Regions from separate parts of the Sus scrofa genome. Here region 2 is linked to region 1. Evidence: chromatin contacts called from public HiChIP or PLAC-seq data. All regions are on one chromosome and are shown on one strand. The core of a region is the stretch at or near the end of the contact, and the rest is flanking DNA. Distances in the headings are between cores, read along the strand shown.

Region 1 (2,700 bases), core at 55-2,554:
AAAAACACATCAGCATTAATTCTCCAGATCCAAAGGCCTGTAAAATTTTTCTCCGTCACCAGTTATCAATTTAGTTCAGGTCCCATAATTTCTATCACCTCCTCCCCACAGGAGTCTAACAGCCTCTCCACTAGTTTTCATACATGCAACAGTGCTCCTCTCCAATTCATTCTTTAGACAGCAGCAGAGATTCTTCCAGTGAACTCAACACCTTCCAGAAGCCAGTCCCAACCAACCATTCCTGTTTTCTCCTGCCGTCCCATTTCACACACCACTGTGGAATCTTTGCATTCACTGCCTGTCAGACTTACTCATCCCTCTCAATCTAGCTCAGGTGTGAACTTTCACACCACTTCTCTTTGGTACAGTCGGTTGCTCCACCCCTAGGTCTCCCTAGCACTGGCTGTACAGTCTGTTTATGTCTGTCTCCCCAGCCAGACTATTTCTAGTGCCTGTCACAGACAACTGACTCACTGGAAGAGGGCAGGGACATGACTGAGGCATCTCTGTGCATCTTCCATGCTTCCCCCTTTCCCCAGCAGAAATCTGCATGTTGGGGGTGGTGGTGGGGTGCTTAGAAAAGAGAAATGAATGTATGTGGAGACACAACACAGGACAAGGGGTGGGTCAAAGATCTAAATCACCACAATTTCGACTGTATCACTAGATGAAACCAACAACAGTGACTTGTTAAGGGCTTACTATATGCTAGGGCTTTGCCTCATTATCCCATTTAGTCCTTCCCACTGCTTGCTAAGAACCATCATTAATTCCACGTTGCAGATAGAGAAACTGAGGTGCAGAGGGTCAAAAGTCTGGCTCCAAATTGTTATGCAGCCAGCCTAGAGCAGGGGCGAAATTCGAACCAAATTGTGACCCACCCCTAACCCTCAACCACTGTTCTAGAGTCTAGACCGTGGGCTCTGCAAACAGGCACCGAATGAGGAGCTGCCCCCCCTCAGGCTTCATCTCGCCGGGAGATGGCAATGCTCCCTCCCGCCCCCACAGTCCTGCTGTCGGGCGCTGGCGACTGGTGGGATCGCGTCTGGGCCGAGAGGGGTCCAACCCCTAAGAGGCTACTGCGATAGTGGGCCGGACCGCGTCCAGGGAGAGTTCTACTACTTCCTGACCTCAAAGCGACGCCTGTCCAGCACTGAGTCTCCGTTCTCGAAACACAAGGCCTCAGGTATCTCTCCGCGATGCCGAGTTACTTCCGGACGGCCCGCGCAAGTACGCTACTACTTTCCAGTCTGGGTCCGCGGCCCTAAATACCCGCCGGCGCCAACCCTGCCCCTAGTAAAACTCCCGCCGGCCAAGGACGCATGCGCCGCTGGCGGCTTCCCTGACTCGCGCACGCGCAGGCGCAGGCGCACAACGCTAGCTTTCCCTCAAAGTGCATGCGCAAACTGGAGTGCAAGCCTTTTACGAGCTCCGCCCCCTTTGTTGAAGTCTTTCCCCGCCCAGAGTTGGCCGGCCACAGTCCCCACCTTCTCAGCTCCGCCACGCCCAGGGAGTCACTAACTAGGTTACGTCATAGGGTCGGGTCCTTTGCGCAGGATGTGCCCAGAGTCTTTCTAAGAGGGGAAGACAGAGGCCCAGAGAGGTACTTACAGTGCTTTAGCGGATGGGCAATGATGAACCCATGATCCCCCTTCCTTTTATTTTCTTAACTCTAAAAAATGTGGACCGTGACCCTCTCAGGGCAGACTGGGAGCACTTCTTCCAGTCCCGCTCTAGCACATTTTCTCCTTTTGCGGCCCCTTCAGTACTTGGCAAAGTTCAGGAATTCTCCTTTGCAGCCTCATTGCAGGTCACCCCCTCCCCAAACTGCTTGCCACTCTTCTCTCCACCCCTGTTGTTTCTGCTCCTTTGCTCAAGCTGTTCACTCTCTGCCTGGGAAGCCCTTCTCTGCTTGTTCCTGGCGAATTTCTCCAGTTTTAAGCCTCAGCGGAGGATTCATCTCAGAGCCTTCTCTGAGGCCCTAGGCTGAAAAGTAGATGCCCTTTCTGTGCTCCCAGGAGCCCCGTGTGGGCCTGGTCCACTATCCCTTGCTGGCTTGAGGGCTTCCAGATCTCACCATGATGCCATCAGAATGACCCCTTACATGTGCAGTCCTTTCAGACCTGAGACCTCCAAGTGTTGAATTACAAGCAGTCCACAAAATCTAAAAGAAGGGTTGGTGAGCAGCAGCTGGAATGTGACTGTGGTCATCTTTCCACAGCAGCTGTGGTCCTTGGAAAAGTTTCCTGGTGGTAGGCAGAAATTTGCCTTCCTGAAATTTCCATCCTGTGGTTCCAGTATATTAGCTCTCAACAGCCATCTGAAAGCAGAGATTTGCTCTTTGCTCTCTGAATATCTCTTTCTGGGACCGAGTTCCTTCTATGTCCACCCTACCCCTTTTAACTACTCCCTTGTCCATGTCCCAAGAACAGAACCCAGCCAGAACTGGCTGTCCTGGGACCAAGGTGAGTATCTTGCTTCATGGAATCCAGATCCAATACATTCTTTATGTACTTTGACTGCTTTCATTTCTTCCATGGCTCTCTACTGTCCATAGGATGTGGGCATTCCTTCCCTCCTAAGGCACTGTGTGACCTGACCTAGCCTGTTTCATTACTCCCTGTGTCAGTGACTTCTTTCAGCTCTCCAGTTCTGCTCTGCTTTCACACATGCTGTTCCCTCTCCCTGGAGCATCTCCTC
Region 2 (2,700 bases), core at 42-2,541, 81 kb after region 1:
TTCCAAAACCATGCCCAGCTCGTGGCACTAGAACCCACGAAGCTTCCAGTCTCCCAGGCCAACATCAACACATAAGGGCTGGGCTGTCCCTGAGGCTGCCTCGGTGCCAGGCAGTGAACAGACAGAGCCTGGCCTGCACCCAGTAGGTGTTCATGTCCCCTGCAGGGGTGAAGGCAAAGTCTGTTCTCCCATGGAAGCTCTCAGGCCCCCACACACCCAGAGGGATGCTCTTTTGGGATGTCAGAGCCCCTCCTCGCACTGGTAACATGGGAAGAAGATGGGCACTGGCAGTGAAGCACCAACGCATTCACTGTGTGTACAGGGCCTGTCCCAAACTAAGCAGAAGACAATATCCTGGGATTTAGGAAGCTGCCTCTGAACCGGTTCTCCCACAACATCATCCTCCCGGGCTGTGGGACCGTTAGACTGGGCGGAAGTCGGACTCCAGCCAAGGGGATGTTCCCAGATGTCATGCTTTCAAACGGGACCCGCCCTGAAAAGCAGGCAGGGACAGGCCTGGGCCAGGAAAGCCCTGGGTTAAGATTCAGGATGGTGTTCTGGCCTCTCCTTGGCAGGGGATGGCATGGGTCTTCCTGGCAGCAGTGCAGACCAGCGCCTCTTCCGGAAAGGAGAGCCCCCAAAGGTCTGGCCTCTGGCCTGGGGTGGGGGTGGGGGTTCTGAGCAGCTGAATCAGAGGCCCAGCCCCTCACTGATTGATTACCCACCTCCATCCCAAGTACCGCACCTAGGCATCCTCCAAAGCACTTCTTCCAAGGCCCCCTTCCCCAACCAGGCGCCTTTGGGCAGTCTCCGCTTCCAGGTTCCTCCCTCAGGAGAAGGTTTCCCAGACACAGTAAGGAGCGGAATGCGGGGGAGCCCCAGGCAGACCTCAGGGTGCCCCTGAGGGTTTAGGCCCCTTTCCAGCTCAGGCGTTGGGGCAGCGGCCAGCTGGTGCCTCTGGCCAGAGGGGCTGCCACCCACGCCTCCCGCGGCCTCCCATTCCCCCACCAGCGCCCCCACCTTGAGATAGTCGTTCTCCGAGCGCAGCTCCTCCAGCTCTCTCATGAAGCCGCCGGGCCCGCAGTCCAGCATCTCCTCCGTGAGGTCGGAGAAGGCGAGCGAGGCGCTGAGTGGCAGGCGGCTGCTGCCCACCGACGACGCGGCCACCGACGGCTCCTCCGGGGAGGCGGGAGGCCGCGGAGGCTGCTGAGCGGGCGGCGCGGGCTGCGGCGGCTGCCCAGTGCGGGCCCCCGCCGGGCCCCCGGCCGCTGACTCGGCGTCGCTGCTCAGCGCCAGCTCCAGGCCCAGCAGACGCGCCTCCTCCGACGCGCAGTCCGACACCTCTGAGCTGCTGTCGGTGAGGCTGGGCGGCGGTGGCGGCGGTCGCGGCCCGGTGCCTGGGCGCGGACGGCCCTTGGCGCGGACCCCGGTGCGGACCCCGGCCACCCGCGTCCCTGCTCCCCGCGCCCCGGGCGCCACCGCACGCCCCTTCTTGTCCGGCCGCGCCGAGGACGCGGAGCTGCAGGCGGCTGCGGCGCCCGGGCCTGGGCCGCGGCGGCCCTTGGCCAGCGACCAGCCGGCCACGTCCTTGGGTCGGGCCGGCGACGGCGCTCGGTGGCTCTTCTTCCTCTCAGGGGCTGGCGCGGGCGGGGGGCCGCAGCCCCGAGCAGGGGGCTCCCCCGCCGGCACCTCCATCGCGGCCTCCCTTGGCCTCAGTGAGCTGCAGGCATGGCCCGGGCCCGCCCGGCCTCCGCGCCCGGGGGGAGGTCCCCGGCGCCTCTCCTGCCGCTCGGGCCGCGTCTGCTCTCGGCCCACCTCAGCTCCCGGGCTGCGCTCTGGCCCCGACTCCCGCCGCACGGTCTCTCCGCTACTCTGAGCTCGGAGAGAGCGGCCCGATCGCCTCCAGGCGCCCCGGCTCCGGCTCCGGCTCCGCCCGGCGCCCGCCCCCTCGGCCTCGCCGCGCCCCCGGAGCGCGCCCGGGCCCCGGCTGCCAGCGCGCCTATCGCTCCCTCGGGCTCCGAGTCCGGCTGCGGCCCGGGCCCCGGCTCCGCCCGGCGCGGCCCGCCCCCGCGCAGCCCCGCCAGCTCCCCGCCCCGCCGCCTGGGCTCGGGGGCGCGCGGCTCCGCGAACAAAAGGCGGACGCGGCGGGAGCGGCAGGGAGGGACGCAGGCAGCGAGCGAGGGAGGGATCTGCGAGGCAACAGCGACCCCCTCGAGGGTCAGGCGGGCCGGGTCCGCCGCGGCCCGGGCTCCTTTCTCCTCCGCTCCGCCGCCGCCCCCTCCCCTGCCGGCCCGGAGAGCGCACCCGGCGGAGGCCCCCCTGCTCCCCGCGTCCGAGCAGGGGTCGCGCGAGCGGCGAGAGGGAGGACTGCCAGGCAGAGGCCGGGCAGACCTCAGATCGCTGGAGCCAGCATCCATATACACGCCGAGTCCCTCGCCCCTCGCGGCTGTGCGGAGCGTGCGCGAACTCCGCCCCCCGAACCTCGCAGAGCGAGACGGATTATCCCATTGTACAGATGCGTAAAGTGATGCCTAGGGCGGGCACACGATTAACCCAAGGTCAGTCAGTGGCAGAGCGGGGATGGAATCCCAACCTCGCAGATCCACACCTTCTGCTTCGGCTTCCCTCTCACAACTGTTGGGAGCGTGGAGCCCTGGATGAATGCCCGGCTCTGCACGTCTTGACCCGGGCGTACTACCG

What was found. HiChIP or PLAC-seq counts read pairs in DNA pulled down with a chosen protein or histone mark.
Region 2: a contact with region 1 is called in an H3K27ac HiChIP or PLAC-seq map of skeletal muscle. The contact joins the promoter of LOC102165279 here to the promoter of DSN1 in region 1. A contact is called at or near these places in 1 of 5 promoter capture datasets (fetal skeletal muscle), 3 of 47 Hi-C or Micro-C datasets (epiblast stem cells, fetal skeletal muscle and liver) and 2 of 2 datasets of contacts at active chromatin or transcription factors (alveolar macrophages and skeletal muscle).

What each region holds. Positions count from the first base shown.
Region 1 is chr17:40,016,052-40,018,751 of Sscrofa11.1, forward strand. DSN1 (DSN1 homolog, MIS12 kinetochore complex component) reads right to left here and starts at 1,305. Exons shown (of 11, transcript NM_001243366.1): 1 at 1,131-1,305.
Region 2 is chr17:40,097,108-40,099,807 of Sscrofa11.1, forward strand. LOC102165279 (transcription initiation factor TFIID subunit 4-like) reads left to right here and starts at 1,292. Exons shown (of 3, transcript XR_002340154.1): 1 at 1,292-1,357. SOGA1 (protein SOGA1) reads right to left here and starts at 1,695. Exons shown (of 15, transcript XM_005672920.3): 1 at 1,021-1,695. The coding sequence starts at 1,695.